2 separate regions of the Mus musculus genome follow, and region 1 is linked to region 2. A link is a contact called in public HiChIP or PLAC-seq data. All regions are on one chromosome and are shown on one strand. The core of a region is the stretch at or near the end of the contact, and the rest is flanking DNA. Distances in the headings are between cores, read along the strand shown. Region 1 holds the start of Ptpn11 (protein tyrosine phosphatase, non-receptor type 11). Region 2 overlaps Ptpn11 (protein tyrosine phosphatase, non-receptor type 11).

Evidence for each region. HiChIP or PLAC-seq counts read pairs in DNA pulled down with a chosen protein or histone mark.
Region 1: an H3K4me3 HiChIP or PLAC-seq map of embryonic stem cells shows a contact between it and region 2, with 29 read pairs. The contact joins the promoter of Ptpn11 here to the enhancer-like site in region 2. A contact is called at or near these places in 4 of 39 promoter capture datasets (HPC-7-derived erythroid cells, embryonic stem cells, hippocampal neurons and 1 more), 5 of 484 Hi-C or Micro-C datasets (the G1E-ER4 cell line, differentiating embryonic stem cells, female germline stem cell-derived STRA8 germ cells and 1 more), 5 of 115 datasets of contacts at active chromatin or transcription factors (the HPC-7 cell line, the SCID.adh cell line and embryonic stem cells) and 4 of 9 other capture datasets (adipose tissue, embryonic stem cells, liver and 1 more).

The regions. Positions count from the first base shown.
Region 1 is chr5:121,188,418-121,192,951 of GRCm38.p6, reverse strand. It overlaps Ptpn11 (protein tyrosine phosphatase, non-receptor type 11), which reads left to right and starts at 1,555. Exons shown (of 16, transcript NM_001109992.1): 1 at 1,555-1,750. The coding sequence starts at 1,737.
Region 2 is chr5:121,127,299-121,131,832 of GRCm38.p6, reverse strand. It overlaps Ptpn11 (protein tyrosine phosphatase, non-receptor type 11), which reads left to right. Exons shown (of 16, transcript NM_001109992.1): 16 at 1-1,300. Among named protein-coding and RNA genes, the nearest start is that of Ptpn11, 62 kb to the left of the region's middle. Within about 2 kb of position 2,397, at least 6 of the 459 cell types and tissues checked have an H3K27ac peak or open chromatin away from gene starts, as enhancers often do. A contact at or near this core is called in embryonic stem cells, where this site is marked.

The DNA of each region.
Region 1 (4,534 bases), core at 306-2,805, 62 kb before region 2:
CAATCTCTCTCTCTCTCTCTCTCTGAGACAGGGTTTCTCTGTATAGCCCTGACTGTCCTGGAACTCACTCTGTAGACCAGGCTGGCCTCGAACTCAGAGATCCACTTGCTTCTGCCTCCCAAGTGCTGGGATTAAAGGCATGCACTACCACTGCCTGACTTTTGGGCAGCTAACTCTCTTATCTGCTGATCCATCTATGTAGCTTCTAGTTCATCAGTTTCATAACTTTACACTTCATTAAGATGGAGCTGTTCAAGAAAGCCACATTCATCTAACAAAGTCCCCCTCCCCAACCCCCGTAGCAGCGTACTGGTACTAACAATTTGGACATTTGGAAGGAGAAGTTATGAAGTGTTTCTTTGAAGTGAAAAGGTCAGATTTCTTAATTTAGAAAAAGGATCACTTGTTAGGATTGCTAATCCCGGTATGGGTGAAACTGCAAAAAACATTTGTGTTAATTTTAGTTCAAGTTGTAAAAGTATGGCCGTGGTACATAGGTTGTCTCTTTTCTCATAAACAAACAAAACAAAAAATATTCAACGGGAGAGGCTGGTGAGATGGCTCAGCAGTTAAGAATACTGAGTGCTTTTTCAGAGGTCTTAAGTTTTGTTTCCAGCACCCACATGACAGCTTACAACTGCCTGTAACTCCAGTTCCAGGAACTGTTGTTCTTTTCAGATCTTGGGCTCTAGGCACTCATGCAGTTACACACATACTTACATGCAAGGCAACCACTAATACACTAAACATTAAAAAATACAAAGTAATATATATATATATACATATATATTTCTAGCCGGGCGTGGTGGCGCATGCCTTTAATCCTAGCACTCGGGAGGCAGAGGCAGGCAGATTTCTGAGTTTGAGGCCAGCCTGGTCTACAGAGTGAGTTCCAGGACAGCCAGGGCTACACAGAGAAACCGTCTCATAAAACCAAAAAAAAAAAAAAAAAAAGTAATATATATTTCTTTTTGACAGGGTCTCCCTACTTAGATGTCCTGGAACTCACTATACAGACCAGGCTGGCCTCGATTTCACAGTGATCCACTTGCTATTGCCTACCTAGTGCTGGAATTAAAGGCGTACGCCACCTTGCCGGGCAAAAGGAGTAAATCATAAAACATTATGTGTATGGATATGTGCCCGTGAGTGCAGTGCCCGAGGAGCCACAAGAAGAGAACGGCGGATCCGGTAGAACCAAATTTACAGAAGGTTGTGGGCTGCCCCATACAGGTAGGTGTTGGGAATCGAACTCGTGTTCCCCCTCCCTTATTTGTTTGCTTCTTTTCCCGTGTGCAGCCGCCCTGGATGCATATTGTGTATTGTGTCCTCGCACCTATGTGCGACGTCCCCGTTTAGAAGAATCGTCCAGGCGTTCACGGGTGTAGCCGCACCGATTCAGAGGAGGAATCCCACACCAAACTCCCTAGCACTGCTCAGGGCCCCGCAAACCGGAAGCAGATAGTGGCCGTGGCGGCGGCGCGCGATGACGTCACGCAGGCGCCGGCGGCCAGGGGCGGGGGCGCGGGCGAGGGCGGAGCGAGCCGGGCGGCGGGGCGGCCGCGCAGTGTCCGGGATCCAGGCCTGGCAGGGGGTTGTGCGCGCGCGGCCGGCCGGCTCTGCCCGCACCCGTGTCGGCTCCGGAGCGGGGCCTCGCTCGGGCCCCCTCCATGTGACGGTACCCCGCGGAGCCTGAGCGAGCAGCGGGTCCGTGCGGAGCCGGAGACGGGAGGAACATGACATCGCGGAGGTGAGCCGCCCGCAGGGGCCGGGCCGCGGCCTGGGTCCCCGCTGCCTCTGGACTGCGCGGGCCGCCGGGGGTCACACCGGGGACTCCCCGTCGGCTTGGCTTCCCCGCCGCCCCGCCCGCGGGTCCCCATTCATTTCCTGCCGCCCCGAGTTCCTGCTCCCGCGGCCCGGGATGCCCGTGGGGACACCCGCGGCCCCGGCCGGCCGCCGCATTCCTGACCCATTGCCTCATGAGCGTCGCCTCCTGGGGATTCCGAAATAACCCCGCGCGCTCGGGGAGGCGCCCGGGCCACCGCGGGGCCTTCACACAGGACCCTTTCAGGTGCCCCCTTTTTGCGTCTTCGCCCTCGCCCCCAAGTGCCAGAAGTGGGAAAACTGAAGCTCTCTGCAGCGGCTGGGAGTGTTCCCTCCCCACTGTGATCTTTGCTTTGAAAGGTGGGAGGAAAGGGAACCGTATCTGGCCGTGGGATTGTCCCCTCTGTTTGACGAATGTGGAAACTGAGGCTCGGGAATAACGTGCTCGTCACAGGACAGGATTTGAAGCTTAGATTGGAGGCGAATGAGTGAGTTTCCACTTCAGGGTAACGAGACTCCATTAGTGACATTGACTTTGCTCTTACTAGAAGCCAGCTTAACGCGTACCGCAGTGGTACGAGGTGGGTGGTGGAATCCCTTTCCTAAACATGACCAAATTGAGTTTTCAGGATGAAGTACATTGTGGCATGTTACCTGGTAAGAGGTGCAAGTCTCTCACTGTGTTGCCCAGGTTAGCATCCAGTGTACATTTCCCCTTTATCTCAACCCCTTTAGCGCTGGGGTTACAGGCCGGATCACACTATAAGGACTTGTTTAGTTTTAAAATCAGCTTTAAGCCCGACGTGGTGGCGCACGCCTTTAATCCCAGCACTTGGGAGGCAGAGGCAGGCAGATTTCTGAGTTCGAGGCCAGCCTGGTCTACAAAGCGAGTTCCAGGACAGCCAGGGCTACATAGAGAAACCCTGTCTCGAAAAACAAAAACAAAAAACAAAACAAAACAAAACAAAAAAACCAACATTTTTATTGAGATAAGTTGCACCTGATTCGGCGGACAGTTTGATTAAACCTTGACTTATGCGTATACTTGAGACCATTACAGCAGTCAAGATAATGAACATATCCACGACTCCTGGTGAGGTTTCCCTCAGCTTGGTCTTACCAGTCCTCTGCTTTCCCTCCGACCACGGTTCTGTTGCTACCTTTCTTAGGATTTTAGATTAATGGCATTACACAAATATGAGCTGTTTTTTTTTTTTGTTTTTTGTTTTTTTTTTTTTTTTTGTTTGTTTGTTTTTTTTTGCGTTGGGGGCGGGGAGAGTCCTGATTTTTATTATTGAAAGTTTTTTTTAAAGATTTATTTATTTATTTATTTATTATATGTAAGTACACTGTAGCTGTCTTCAGACACTCCAGAAGAGGGAGTCAGATCTCATTATGGATGGTTGTGAGCCACCATGTGGTTGCTGGGATTTGAACTCCGGACTGTCGGAAGAGCAGTCGGGTGCTCCTACCCACTGAGCCATCTCATCAGCTCATTTTTTTTTTTTAAACATGTATTTCTTCATTGTGTGTGGGCCCATGTCATGGTAGGCATTTGTAGGTCGGAAGACAACATGTAGACATTGGCTCTCTCTCTCTACCATTCAGGTTCCAGGGATTTAACTCAGGCTGTCAGACTAGGTACCACGTGCTGCCACACCCCGGCTTAGCGGACTTGTTCCGGATTGTCTGAGAGTTCATTGCTCGCTGCTGCTGTTTGAACAGCATGCCATTGTAGGGCTGCTTATTCTTCTGAGGACCTTTGGCTGTCTCTAGAGTTTGTCACTCACATATGGTTCTGTGACTGCTGCTGCAGAGGCGTCAGCGTGGCCTCACCTCTCTGCTGTAGCTCTCTGCAAGCTGAACGGTTGGATCTACTGTGGGCAGGCACTTGCAGCCTGTTTGCAAAGGGGCTGTCACTGCTTACTTTCCAGTTTTACTCCCAGAGAGCTGCATACAGCTTGTCCATAGCTTTGAGTCCTGATTTCCTTGTTTGATAAAGATTTATTCTGATTTTACTTGTATGGGTATCTTGTAGGCGTAGGCAGCGTGTGCCTGCCTCATTCCCTCTGGGGCTGGTGATTGATTATTGTGTGGGTACCTGCTTTCTATTCCGAGTGGCCGTCCATTGTCCCAGCAACACTGCTGGGGAGCCTCTCCACAGGTAGAGTCTGCCCCATTGTTGAAGAACACTTGTCCTTATTGTGAGTTTGTTTCTTGACTCGGTTTTCTTCCATGGATATTTCTGTATCTTCATGTCAGTTCCAAATGGTCTTAGTTCTTTTTTTTTTTTTTAAAGAAAATTTTTTTTTTGTTTAATTTGTGTGTGTGTGTGTGTGTCTGCAGTGTTCAGAGGAGTGTGTCAGATCCCTTGGACTTGTAGTTACGGGTGGTTTTAAGTTGCCTCCCATGAGTGCTGGGAGTGAAACTTGGGTCCTCTGCAAGAGCAGCCACTGTTTGTAGCTGGTGCATATTTTGTTTTTTTGTTTTTTTCCATGATCTCAGTGGTGTGTGTGTAAGTCAGAAAACAGTTGCATTCTAGGGAGAATCTCTGGAACTGAGGTTGTTAGGCGGAGTACAGTTAAACATGGAGCCATCGTGCTGGCCTGAGGATCTGAGAACACTCTTGAGTTCCGATGGGGATTCAGGGAAGGTCATTTTGAGGAAGTGATCATAGGAACTGACACTTGGATGGCAGACACCATATTGA
Region 2 (4,534 bases), core at 1,148-3,647:
TCCAATAGGGCAACAGGAATCCCTAGGTGTCCCAGATCTGTCAGTGTTATGGAAGGTGGTTGCAGGGTCTCAGCTGTGTGCTGTGCGGTGCGGTGTCTGGGAAGATGAGGTATGGGAGGTGTGGATTTGAGACAGCGAGAGTGGAAGTTGCACAGGTGGCTCATGAGCAGGTCAGAGGCACAGGGCCAGCATCGAGCAGGCTGCATGTGACCCGAGTCTCCCCTCACTGCTGAGCCTTTAAATCAGAAGTATAGGATTTTTCTATTTGGGGAGGGGGTGGGGTGGGGCATTGTCTAGCACATGGTATTGGTTTCTAGAAAGCTATACTTGAGAGTCGTAATGCTTGTCACATGGGTGTGCAGCCTTCCTGAGGCCCCAGGTTGCCTCTGCCATTGCAGCTGGTGCCTTTCTAATGGAAGACTGGGGTTAGGAAGTGGTGCTGTCAGCAGCTCAGAGGTGCTCAGTGTTGTTTCTAGGGGTTTTGGTGGGAGTCCAAGAATATAAGCCTTGTTTCTGGGACAGGACTGGGGCAGATGCGCTCGGGAAGGAAGCACAGGCAGAAGTGTGGGCTCGTTCTACATTGTCCTAGTTTCAGACGCCTGTCTCAGGGTCTGTGCTAGCCCACTGCTTTGTTGAACCCTTTCCCTTTCTTGGAAGGAAGCTCCCGAGTAGAGCTCACTGCATCCCCAGTCACTAGCAGCTGTTGCTCTTGTGGGGTGTTGAGGGCACAGGAAGCAGAGAGCAGTTCCTGTTGGTGCTGTAGAACCTGGCTGTGCATCCAAGTAGTTTTCACAACTCCTCTTCCTAAACCTCAATCATGGGATTAATAATATACCTGTTTATTTATGACCTAATTGTGACTCTGATTAATAAAAGCTGGTGGGAAAGGCCCATCCAAGAAGCCGATGGCCAGACTCACACTTAGCTTTCCCACAGCGTATGAAGCATCCATCAGGCAGAGTATTAAAGAAATATAATATTTTACTGATAGACCTGTCCTTTAAAAGGAACGTGTTTTTGGGTGTCATCATTTTGGTGTGAATCATGTAAGGGTTGGCTGTTTGCTGTTTAATACACTTTAGTGTCAAGAGACGCACTCAGCTGACTTTTTGCCCACGCATATCATGTAGTCTGGATTTTTAAGCGACATTAACAGAATAGTTTGTGTAGAGAAACCTCAAGTTTCCCCAGCTGTGCCATGAGTGTATCTGCATATACTCTGGGTATTGTCAGAGGCAGTGGATTTGTGAGCTGTCTGGAACTAAAAATTAGAATAAAATCATTTTCTTGTATTACAGTATTTGTCATTTGGTCTGTTGTCGTGTGTGGGGAAGGAGTGGTGGGAAGAAGTGGGACGGTGGCTCAGTTGGCCCGTCATCCCAGGTTCTGTGTGGGAGCCACAGAACTGCAGCGAGTGGCCTCTAAGGACAGGCAGGAGCTCTGCCCAGAAGGACTTGGGAGGGAATAAAGACCCAAACTGTGGGAGTGACCAGGACACAGGGTTGGCTGAGCAGTGTTAAGGTGTTTATGCCGAGGGACAGCACTGCTCTTGGGAACCTTGGTGTTCCCAGGACGAGTCATGTTCAAAGCAAGGGTTCTGTCTTCATCACTGAGCCCGCCCAGCAGTACAGAGAGGCTTCCTGCTGCTGAGCCGTGCCCGCCCGCTCTAGGCCCCCACCCTCCGACCTCAGCGTGTTCTGGACAGGAAGAAATCACTTCATGACCACCCAAGTAGGTACTTGTTTGTTCTCTGTTGGAGGGGAAGGCATTGGGGGTACTTACACTATAACATGTCATGGGCCTTAGGGTCTAGCCCAGGTGCATCATGAAAATGATGCAATCTACCCAGGCATGTGACTCTCCAGAAAATACAGATTGCCTTTTAAATGCAAGGCTGTGAACCATGCCAGACAGGTGAGCAATAACCAAAACCACCTGACATGGTACCAGTTAGCCAGGAGAAGCATGCCCACTCCTCCCGGGCCACACGTCAGAGGGAGTTAATGGGATGTTACTACTGAAGGTGCCTGAGGGGGCTGAGACCTGATGGGGTGAGGAAGAGCAGCCGGGAGACCTCAGAACGGGCGACTCCTGGCCCCTTTGCCTTAGTTCACATTCTCCTGAGATCCTGGGCTGTACATGGTGGGCAGTGTGACATCCTTTTAGAGCCGCTGTGAAAGAGCCTACTGGTGTTATGCCCCTCCAAGATGAGCAGGTGAGAGCAGTGCTTCCCCGGTGGAGACACGCTCAGTACTTGTCCTTGTCTCATTCAGTCCCAATGGCAAACCAGAGTACAAGTTCATCAGAGTTCACTCTGGGCGGCCAGTGAAGTACTGGGCACCTTACAGAGTGTGGCTGAGGGGTGACTGGCAATGTGGGTGGTCCTGGAGTCCACACCCAGCATGGGTGATGGCTCTGGATAACTGCATAGATGGAGCCCCAATCAGTTACCTTCCTCAGCCTTTTGTACCCTAGCAGCTGCTGAGACCTTGAGGCCATCTCAAGTTAAGAGCTGCCAGTGGAAGGCTAGGGAGACTGAGGGCGCTTCTCACGCTTTGCCTCTGAGGGAGGTTCAACAATCCATACAGAATCCACATGTGAGGGACTTGTAAGCAGGCTGATCCAATGAAGATGGCGGCTGTTTTGCTTGAAGGGCCAAATTCTACAGCGAGGAGGCCATGGATTAAACTAGGTTGCCATTCCACAGAGAAGTTCCTGGCCCAAGTGCCTGCTGTGTGGTCCCATCTCACTTCTGCTTGGTGTCCTTGGTCCTGGAGCTTACACTGCAGATGCCCCTCCCCTACCTAGTCCAGATTCCAGAAACTGCATTTGCTGTGATACACACCTTGACTAAAGACAGCTTGGAAAGGAAAGGATTTATTTGGCAGACAGTATCTATCATCAAGGGAAAACCAAGGCAGGAATTCCAGGAGCTTGAAATAGACACCGTAGGAATACCATTTACTGCTGCCTTGCTCTCTGTTCGCTCTCTGGCTTGGCCCACCCCCCACCTTTGCATCCCTAGCCTAGGGATGGCACCACCCACAGTAGACTGGGCCCAACTATAGTTCAGTCTGCCCACAGTCCAGAATGACAGAGGCAATTCCTTAGTCGAGGTTCTCTCCTCCCAATTTTGTCAAATCACAGTTACCACAGCTTTTTTTTTCCATGTCACGTGAGGCCCAGCTAAATATTTAATATCCCGAGTACCATTCTGATCAGAAGTATGCATACTGCGGAGGACGGGGGGAAATGATGAATGAGCTCAGGGTGCAGTGTGATGGGGGCTGTGGAACCTAATGTTCTGTAGCACGGGAGGATGATTGTGGCTGACAGCAATTAATGGTGTATTTCAGAATAGCTAATTGCAAGGATTTGCGCACTCCCTGATGTGAAGAAATGATGATAATGTTTCCTATGATGGCAACGCCGTTTGTCTCAGTCTGACCACAGTGTCTACCAGACTGAAATGTCACTCTGACCCCAGGAATATGTAAAAGAATGTCATGTCTTTTAAATCTAAGAAAACCAGCAAACCAAAGGTTGTAATCCTGGGAGGTGGAGGCAGGATGGGAGTTCAAGGTCTTCCTCAGGCAAATCGAAAGTTACAAGGGGGGCTGGAGAGATGGGTCAGTGATTAAGAGGTCCTGAGTTCAATTCTCAGCAACTACATGGTGGCTCACAACCATCTGTAATGGGGTCTGATGCCCTCTTCTGGTGTGTCTAAAGACAACTACAATGTACTCAAGTATATAAAATAATTCTTCCAAAAAAAAATATAGTTACAAGGAAGTAACCCTATACTTCAAAGCCTGTTTGCAGTTCAGGGACAAATGCTCTAATGTTTCCTCTCCCTGGGTAGAACATGTTCTATTTTGCTTTCAAACAATCTCAGAATGTGGCCCTGGCTGTCCTGGAACTCACTTTGTAGACCAGGCTGGCCTTGGACTCAGAGATCCACCTGCCTCTGCCTCCCCAGTGCTGGGATTAAAGATGACTGCCACCACAATAGCAGAAACAGCAGCTTTATACTGAAATTATGATAATTATACTGAAAATAATTTGGGGTTCAAATCCTCTTCAATTTAGCAAAGATTCAGTCCCGAGACAGGTTAGTGTTCCTGCCTTTGAGAGGCACCGTGCAGCTATGAAGATGTGAATATAGATTCTGTCACTTGGTTGAAGTGGGAGGTTCCTGGGCCAGGGAAAATGCCCTCAGCAGAGACTTTGGGCTTAAAAGAGGTGGTGCGGAAGAGAGGAAGAAGTTCCTGGCGGTCCCTTCCTCCCTTTCCAACTCTAGCTGCGTTGTCCTAATCCACTGCTATGTCAAGAGGGCTAAGAGGCAGGGGTACAGGCATGTGCTCAGAGGGACCTTCTCCTGTGACCCACAGAGTTCAGCTTCCCAGAGCAGAGCCAGGCAGAGGATGATGGTCTTGGGGGAGGCTCACTGGACCCTCCCAGCTAAAGAATGGTCACTCTCTTCTGGACTGTGGCCAATTCGGTCTCAGGACCCACTTCTGCCCTTGATCAGTTC